Regions from separate parts of the Rattus norvegicus genome. Here region 1 is linked to region 2. The links are chromatin contacts, called in public Hi-C maps. All regions are on one chromosome and are shown on one strand. Each heading gives the region's core, a stretch centred on a gene start, on an enhancer-like site or on the middle of the called end of the contact. The rest is flanking DNA. Distances are from core to core; before and after follow the strand shown. Region 1 holds the start of Bcr (BCR activator of RhoGEF and GTPase). Region 2 overlaps Bcr (BCR activator of RhoGEF and GTPase).

What was found. Hi-C and Micro-C count contacts between places; a contact is called where the count stands out from the background.
Region 1: a Hi-C map of prefrontal cortex shows a contact between it and region 2, with 10 times the contacts expected there. The contact joins the promoter of Bcr here to the enhancer-like site in region 2. A contact is called at or near these places in 11 of 12 Hi-C or Micro-C datasets (the A7r5 cell line, the Rat2 cell line, Schwann cells and 6 more) and 1 of 1 datasets of contacts at active chromatin or transcription factors (oligodendrocytes).

The regions. Positions count from the first base shown.
Region 1 is chr20:13,594,565-13,599,082 of GRCr8, reverse strand. It overlaps Bcr (BCR activator of RhoGEF and GTPase), which reads left to right and starts at 2,750. Exons shown (of 23, transcript NM_001419609.1): 1 at 2,750-4,479. The coding sequence starts at 3,195.
Region 2 is chr20:13,506,210-13,510,982 of GRCr8, reverse strand. The region is part of intron 8 of Bcr (BCR activator of RhoGEF and GTPase); the gene reads left to right. Among named protein-coding and RNA genes, the nearest start is that of Specc1l, 66 kb to the right of the region's middle. Within about 2 kb of position 2,737, at least 9 of the 93 cell types and tissues checked have an H3K27ac peak or open chromatin away from gene starts, as enhancers often do.

The DNA.
Region 1 (4,518 bases), core at 1,501-4,000, 88 kb before region 2:
ATACACACACGCCACACACACACACACACACATCTCCATGGGCTGTGCTTCTTCTGGGCCACACATATATCCCAATTTGACCATTACTTGCCTACCTGAAGGCTTGCAGAGTTAAGATCGGGCAGAAACAAACACTGGAAGGATGAGGAGAAAGATCACAGTATGGATGAACCTTATGTCTCTCCTTACTCTATCCTGCATCGAAGGACAGATGATAAGAGAGCTCTATAGGAAAAGAGAGGAAGGGAGGGAGAGATGCTCTCTGCAGAAAAGGACCGGAAGCTTAGCATTAGCCAGGATGGCCATGAGGATGGAAGGCTAACTCTGGGGCCAGAAAAGACCGACAGGGGGAAAAAAGAACACTATCTGGATGTGCTCCTGTACTCAAAAGCACTTTGCTGTGTCAAGAGAACAGAGCCTGCAAAACCCAACGGAGAGCTTCTGAGTTTTAAAAGCAAACTTACTTATTTATAAAATATTCAAAGCTAGCATGCGGGTGCATAAACATAGTCCCAACTGCTCTGGAGGCTGCGCAAGAAGTGGATCACTTGAGTCCAGAAGTGTGGGGCCCTCATCTCGAAGTAAATGAATAGTTGAGTAAACAGAAAATATTTCAAGTAGAGGGAGAGGGAGTGTGGCTCAGTGGGAAAGTGGATGCCTAGCATGTTCCAAGGTCCCCGCTTTCCAACTCCCAGCACCCCACACACCAAAAAGTCTACACAAATATTTAAAGTAGCGCTGAGTCGTGATCTGCAAACCAGAGAGCTACCACTACCACACGGATGGATGGATGACACCACCCTCCTTCACCAAAGCACCCCTTCCGGTTCCACATATCAGTGCTTATGTGGGCCCTAACGAGCCTACTGGGAACTTCAGGACCCAGTCAACAAAGAAAACAAAAGAATGTATTCTTTGGAAGATTCTTTTTTTTTTTTTCTTCAAATGGCCAGGAAATAGGATTCCAGAGGCCTGAGCGCTTCTCGTCTTGCGTGCCTGGCTCACTTATTGAATGAGTCCATCAGATCATTATGGGCTGCAACTAGTATTGATTGTGACCCTGTGAGGTCACTGCTCGCTCTCTCTCTCTCTCCTCTGTCTCTGTTTGTGTCTCTCTCTGTCTCTATTTCGCTCCTTCATGTCTCTGTGTCTCTCTGTCCCTGTCTGTCTTTCTCTGCTCTCTGTCTCTCCTTCCTCTTGGTCTGTCTCTGTGTGTCTCTGTTTCTCCTTCCCTGTCTCTCTCGGTCTGTCTCTTCTTCCTCTCCTCTTCCCTTCCCCTCTCCCCCTCTCCCTCTCCCTCTCCCTACCCTTCCCTCTCCCTCTCTTTTTTGTACTGACAGGGACTAATCCATACCTTTTTTCCTACCAAATAAGACCTCTACCATTGAGCCACGCCCCCCCCCCCCCCCCCCCCCAGCGAGGATCAGGCTTTTTAACGGTCTTTTTAAAGGCGAGTCTACCGAGGAAGAGAACATCGTTCACTGCTGTGCTTCTGGGATGCCTGCTCTTTTTGTTTTGCTTTGCTTTTCCTTTCACTAGCCCAAAAGTCAGGTGCCCAGCAAAACTATTTCTTCTCAGCAATTGCGTTGTTTACTGCCTGCTGGGCAAGAGACTGGTGAGGTAGGCGGGGAAGGAGGGAACAAGAGATTAAAGAGGTCTACAGAGGGCAGCAGCGAGCTGCATAGCGCTCACAGGGTTCCTGGAGTGGCGCTCCAAAGGCTCGCCAGCCCAACAACATTAACACAAACTGAACCCTACTAGGAGCAGACAACAGGCTACAGATGAGGGTGAAAGCGAGTTCCAGGGAGGAAAAGGAAAACCCGGCCTAAGTCAGGGAGCCCCTGCTAATCTGGTTGCTGGTGCTGGGTTCTATTTCTCTAGAGAAGCGTGGTAACAGTTTACAACCAAGGACATAACAGCTTTGTGGAAGCAGGTGTTCTGGTTTTATCTCGGAGCTCAGGGAAACTGAGGCACGGAAGTGGGAAAAGTAGCCAAAACTCAGCTGTTCTTCAGCTGCCAAATCCTGTTGCCTTTCACCTCACCCAGCAGGCTGGCCTGGGTTCCATTTTGTTTTCAGGAGAGCATATATGGAGAGCATCTCTGCTAAGTGACTCAGATCCCTAAGCTTCGTTGGGAACGATTATTAAAGGTTTCCTGTCTTCCACCCAGCTCTGTGGTTAAGAAGGAGGTGTGCGATCCCTTCCCAGGAAGAAAGAGACCCCGAAAACACGACACTGGCCTCCAGAGGTCAAAAGTCATTACTCAGGAAGGGAGATTCATTGATTGAGCAGAGGGGGAGAAATTCCTAAGTGTCACTCAGAGTCCGGTGACAACTTCAGTGGCCATTGTTAAGCTCCATTACCCACCTCAGATCTCCAGCACCAGAGGCTCACTGGCTGGCACCCGAGCTGTTGGCATGGGTGACCTGCCCTGCTTGATTTCTCAATAGTTTGGGCCCTGCTGGGTGTTCGTTCCCTGTGCGGTTAGCACCGAGGTTAGTGGGTGCAGAAAAGAGGAAGCAGGTATTTCTCTTCCAGGCATGAAGAACTAGCCAGAGCATCCGCGGTGGAGAGATCGCTCGGAATCACCGGGTCTGGGGCACCTCTGTGTCCAGAAGGGGATCAGACCAGTTTGCAGTGGTCCGGGTCGTATTCAAGGACCCAATGCTCTTCCCGCGGCGCGGCCCCTTTAAGAGGCGCGCCCAGCCCCGTCAGCCGCTCCGCGGCCACCGCCCCCCGGTCCTCCCCTTCCTGCAGCGCTGAGTGCGGGCCGGGGCGGGAGTGCGGCGAGAGCTGGCCGTGCTGAGCGGAGCGCCTGCCCGGAAGGCTGCGGGGCGGCGCGGGAACCGGAGGCGAGGAGCCCGCGGGGCTGCGGCCGTGGGCCCGCGGCGGCCCTGCTCTGCGGAGGACCGCTCCCGCCGCCTCGCGCGCCGCGGAGCCCCGCACACAATAGAGGCGTGCGCAACCCCGCGCCCTTCCCCCGCCCGCGCGCGCCCCTCGCCGCCGCCGCCGCCGCCGCAGCGGCCGAGCCTCCCGCCTCACCTGCGGCCCCGGGGGGCGGGCATTGTTCGCCGCCGTAGCCGCGGGATCATGGGAGGCGCCGGACGCCCGGGGCCCGGCACCGTAAGAACCCCGCGCCGCCGCTGAGCCGGGCTCCGGCGCGCAGCTCCTCGGCGCAGGTGAGCCGGCCGCGCCATGGTGGACTCGGTGGGCTTCGCCGAGGCTTGGAGAGCGCAGTTCCCGGACTCGGAGCCGCCGCGCATGGAGCTGCGCTCGGTGGGTGACATCGAGCAGGAGCTGGAGCGCTGCAAGGCCTCCATTAGGCGCTTGGAGCAGGAGGTGAACCAGGAGCGCTTCCGCATGATCTACCTGCAGACGCTGCTGGCCAAGGAGAAGAAGAGCTACGATCGGCAGCGCTGGGGCTTTCGCCGGGCAGCGCAGCCCCCGGACGGCGCCGCCGAGCCCCGAGCGTCCGCCCCGCGCCTGCCGCCCGCGCCCGCCGACGGCGCAGACCCGGCGCCCGTCGAGGAGTCGGAGGCGCGGCCGGACGGAGAAGGGTCACCGAGTAAGGGGCGACCGGCGACTGCCCGCAGGCCAGCGGCTGCTGCGCCGGCGGACCGGGACGACCGAGGGCCCCCCACCAGCGTGGCGGCGCTCAGATCCAACTTCGAGAAGATCCGCAAGGGACCTGCCCAGCCCGGCTCTGCCGACGCCGAGAAGCCCTTTTACGTGAACGTCGAGTTCCACCACGAGCGCGGCCTGGTGAAGGTCAACGACAAAGAGGTGTCCGACCGAATCAGTTCTCTGGGCAGCCAGGCCATGCAAATGGAGCGCAAGAAGTCCCAGCAGAGCGCCGGGCAGGGCCTGGGGGAAGCACCCAGACCCCATTACCGTGGGCGCTCCTCGGAGAGCAGCTGCGGCCTCGACGGTGACTATGAGGATGCAGAGTTGAATCCCCGTTTCCTGAAGGACAACCTAATCAATGCCAATGGCGGCAACAGGCCCCCTTGGCCGCCCCTGGAGTATCAACCCTACCAGAGCATCTACGTCGGGGGTATGATGGTGGAAGGGGAGGGCAAGAGCCCTCTCCTGCGAAGCCAGAGCACTTCAGAGCAGGAGAAGCGCCTCACCTGGCCCCGCAGGTCCTACTCGCCTCGGAGTTTTGAGGACAGCGGAGGTGGCTACACTCCGGACTGCAGCTCCAATGAGAACCTCACCTCCAGTGAGGAGGACTTTTCCTCTGGCCAGTCCAGCCGCGTGTCACCAAGCCCCACCACCTACCGTATGTTCCGGGACAAGAGTCGCTCACCCTCGCAGAATTCACAACAGTCCTTTGACAGCAGCAGCCCTCCGACGCCACAGTGCCAGAAGCGGCACCGGCAGTGCCAGGTTGTGGTGTCTGAGGCTACCATAGTAGGTGTTCGCAAGACCGGGCAGATCTGGCCCAGTGATGGGGACAGCACCTTTCAGGGGGAAGCAGGTGAGTGCCTCCTGTGGGCATACGGGGGACCTGTTCTAG
Region 2 (4,773 bases), core at 1,488-3,987:
GTTGTTTGCCTAGAACTGCATTTCCTCCTGATCTTTTCTTGGAAAGCCATGAACACTAGATGTAAGGTTTTGAATGACAAAGAAAAGGATTCACAGTTTAGGGGCTTGAGTCTGGCTGAGGAAGTGGATGTCTTCAGCCCAGAAACTCCATTCTCCTCCCTTTCCCTATGACATCCGGCGATGGCGATTCTCTTTCCTTGCGTCATCAATAAGCAGCCCTCATCCTGTGTTCTTGCCGCCCTTTGACAGAGGAGCCCGGCACATTGGTAGGCACATACCATTTCCATTGGGTGACATCTGGTGAGCTCCACACAGGTACAGGGCAGGGAGCTGCAATCTGACACGAGCTTTTTGTCAGAGATGGTGTTAAAGGTAGGCGAGCAGCTGCCTTATAGCCTCTTGGGTCTTGTGCATAGACAGGACAGTCAAGTTTACACTGGGCATGGAAAGATCATGTGACTGGCTGTGGTTGCCTCTGGGAACCTCTTCTTCCTTTTCTGGCCCACGTGCTTGGTGAGTTTTCTTCCCTCTGTCAGTGCATTGACAGGCAGGCTGCTCTTGTTTTGTCCTCTGTCTTAGTTAGGGTTTTACTGCTGTGAACAGACACCATGACCAAGGACAACAGTTAATTGGGGCTGGCTTACAGGTTCAGAGGTTCAGTCCATCATCATCAAGGCCAAAACATGGCAGCATCCAGCTGGAGCTGAGTTCTACATCTCCATTTGAAGGCTGCTAGCAGAATACTGACCTCCAGGCAGCTAGGATGAGTCTTACAGCCCACACTCACAGTGACACACCTACTCCAATGAGGCCCCGCCCACTCTGCAAAGACCATACCTACTCCAACGAGGCCACGCCCATTCTGCAAAGCCCACCCCTTCTAGTCATGCCACTCCCTGAGCCGAGCCTGTACAAACCATCCCACCCTCCACGTGCTTTTCTGGGAATCGCTGTTCTACAGTTGAGTTGAAAGTACACACTTAACCACGGTCTGACTGGGCTTAATTATGAGTGAGGCACCTGGTCACATTTCTCACAGTGGGCCAGGAGGAGCCTAGGAAGAAGAGGGAACCGCCCTTCAGTTCCATCACCAGACCCATCCAGGCTTTGGTTAAAGCCAACTCGGGCTCCATCCCGGTATCCTGAGGGCTTCCTTGAGCATTCCAGCACTCACAGACACTCCCTTCGATACCTGTTCCTTGTCTCTACAGTAGGGTAGGGGCTCACCTCCCCCAGCCTCACAGTGGTCTGACTTACGGACAGAGCAGTCAATGGCAGCTCTTATAACCCACACCCACAGTGACACCCCCGCTCCAATAAGGTCACATGTACTCCAACGAAGCCACGCCCGCTCCAAGGCCACGCCCGCTCTACCAAGGCCACACCCACAGTGGGCCTGGCCGTGGGTCCACCACTCAATGATCATTAAGCCCACTGAAAGCAGAAGTGGGACCCTAGCTTTTCTAGCTAGTAACCCCTGGGGGGGGGGCGGAAGTGTTGACAGAGCAGTCCCCACCTGGTTGTTTGGTACATGCAGGACCTGGGAAGCAGGTCTCATGTGGAGTTCACTGGGCCCTGTACCAGCTTCTCACCTAAGGCCAGTGGATAAGAGCAGAGCACATGGCTTCCCTATCAGCGTCCGATATATCTAACCGGGTGACCGACCCACATCTGCCAAGGTCTCACGTGTGCCTCACTGGGTGCCTGCTGCACACACCCATCCCACCTGGTGCCTTTTCTCTTTGGTCAACTGTTCATTTAGGAGAGCTTGACAGGAGAAGCAAATGCTTGAACCGCTCTTGCCTCACCCCTTAATGTAGGACAGAATCCGCTCCTGTGTCCCTCCCTGTTTTCTGTTTAGGATCCCTGAAAACGAAATATTCAGAGCATAACTGCCTTAGGGACTAAGAGATCTCAGCCCCAGTTAGCAGCTGTCTGCAGGTCTGGAGGGTAGAATGCTTATGAAGACAGGAGCTCGTACCTGCAGAGGGGCTACCCCAGCTGCTAGAGGGAGAGAGGACTAATCTTTTGGTTTTTTGTTTGTTTTTTTCAAGATTCATTTATTATATAAGTACATGGTAGCTGGTAGACACACCAGAAGAGGGCATCGGATCCCATGACAGATGGCTGTGAGCCACCATGTGGTTGCTGGGAATTGAACTCAGGACCTCTGGAAGAGCGGTCAGTGCTCTTAGCCACTGAGCCATCTCTCCAGCCCAAGAGAACTAGTCTTAGAGGCTTTGAAAATGTACAGTTCTACTTAACACCCCTTCATCCGGCTCTGTGGTTGCCTCAGGGCTCACCTAAGGCAGGGTGGCAGACAGGTGCCTGTATGTGTGCCCTGGATGCCCAGGCATATGAGCTCCTCCTCAGCGTCCTCCTCAGCTTCCTTCCAACAACACGGTGCTTGATGCTGTAGGACAGGTACCATAAGGACAGCTTTCCAACCCCATGTCGATCCGCACCCACGGCTTGCCCGTGACATGAGCGTCTGTGCTCTCGAAGCATCGAAACAGACATGGTGACGTAGAGATGCCATCTGTGTTGGAGATGGTGCAGACCACCCTTCATGTTACTAGCCAGGAAAGAACCTGTAAGCCTCCCCGTGGGATGGGTCAGGGCATTGTAGAGAGACCCAAGTATGAGCTAGGGGCAGCACCTGACCTCTAGTCAGTCTGCTCTGATCTCTTCATGCTTTTTAGCCAAGTCTTCCCGCTCCAGAGCTGGCCCTTTTATGGTAGTTTCTGGGCAGCGTTAGAGGTAGTTTCCAAACTGAACAGAGGCCAGCAGCCTCTGGCAGGCCAGAATCCTCGCCCTAATTCACCAGGATTCTAGCTACCCAGGATGGGGAGTCCGGGCTCTCCTCTCAGCTTCTGGATCAGAGGATCTTGGAGACACATTTTCCTTCCAGGCCCCAGTCCTGTGAGCTGGTGGGTGGGTGCATACTTGTTTATCCGAATTAACTTCACAGTTAGAGAACTAGATCCCTGCTGCTGGGTAATTTCCTCCAAGTGGTTGTTGCCTCTCCGCTTTGAGGTCTGCAACTAGGGCTTTGCAGGAGATTCGAATGATCCCAGTTCTCTGCCTGGGATCCTAGAGGCCCCTTGTGGAGGGAGGCGGGCAATGGGTTCCGAAGGTGCTTTACAAAGGAACCGTGCTGGCGAAGGTGGACGGTGAGAGCAACGGAGCTTAGGTGGAGAATGCTAGGCTTACCTGCTGCTGCTTGAAAAGACCTGGGGGACTAAGGAAATCTATACCTCGGTACTAGAGCGCTTGCCTATCATGCTTGAAACACTAGACTCCGTTCCGGCAACACGTACACACACACAGAGTTGTTGAGTAACTGCAGCTGGAAAAGTCAAACCCATTCACAAGAGGTCTTAAGGAGCAGTGGTGAGCCAAGATGGGAGAAGGCTGAGACACCCACCCCACTCCCCACCCAGTAGTAGGAATGCTTGCTTGCTGTCGTGAACTGGGACACATTGTCCACAGCCCAAGCAGAGGATCAGAAATGTAAGTATAACACAATATCAGAATATACAAGAGTCCCGGGCTCAGTCCTCAGACCACAGAAGCCTCAGCAAATGGTGTCCAGTAGTCCCTGTGAGGCCCTATGTGTGTGTTGTCTCATTTAATCCCCCTGTCCCCCAAATGCCACCAAGCAGGTCTCTCCGTATTCATCTTACTTCTTCTCCTACGGCACTAACCTGGAACCCAGGTCCTTGTCCATGCCAGGCAAACCCTTCGTCACTGAGTTACAGTCCAGCCCCTGCCCCAGCCACCCCGTGTGATCGAAACCGAGGCAGAGATAAAGTAAACACACTGCACCAAGGAGAAAGAGGGTGTGTACGTTAAATCCACAGAGCGCACTTCTAAATTTAGTCTGCCCAAAGGAGGCCCGGGTTGGGCAGGTTCCCAAGCAATGCCAGGGGACAGGCTGAGAAAGCAGAGGGAATCCCAGTTCCCCTCACTCCCAGGGTGCCCGGCCATGTCGGCAGGCGATGGTGTCCCTTGCAGCTGGTATTTCCTACCTGAATGAGGAACGCCTACCCCCTCCACATAACAAACGCACACATATCTTCATCCATTGCCCTCTCCCACGACAAGGGGACAGAGACACCTGCATAGGGTCTCCTACCACACAGAGAAACCAGGACGCACATTGTTGTGTTTTATAAAAAAGAAAACGAAGAAGGGGCGTGTTTGGTGGAGGTGATGTAGGGTGAGGAGGAAGGGAGTGCCTCAGCAAACCCATGCTGCTTCCCCCTGAGGTACCAGTCACATGACAGTATAGTATAGATCAAAGTTTATTTAGGGCATGGGGAAGGGAGTTGAGGGAGGGAGGGAGGGGGAGAGAGAGAGAGAGAGAGAGGGAGGGAGGGAGGAAGAAGAAGGAGGAGGAGGAGGAAGAAGAAGGAGGAGGAAGAGGAGGGAGGGAGGGACGGAGGGAGAGGGAAAATTAATACACAGGAGTAAAGGCCAGCCATGAGCATGTGGTGGGGGGGGGGGGGATAGGGAGAGAAGGGACAGAGGGGAAGGAAGAAGAGAGCAAGAGAAGAGAGTGAGGAAGGGGCAAGCAGCCCCTTTTATAGTGAGTCAGGCACACCTGGCAGTTGCCAGGTAACCGTGGGGCAGGGCGGAGCCTAGAAGGAACACCCAACAGTCTCACACTCACGCAGGAGCCTGCACACAGTCCGGCCATTTCAGCCAACCGGCCTCTCTGAGTTACAGACTCTTTGGATCTGGGTCCAGTGAGGTCCTGGGCTGTCTGTC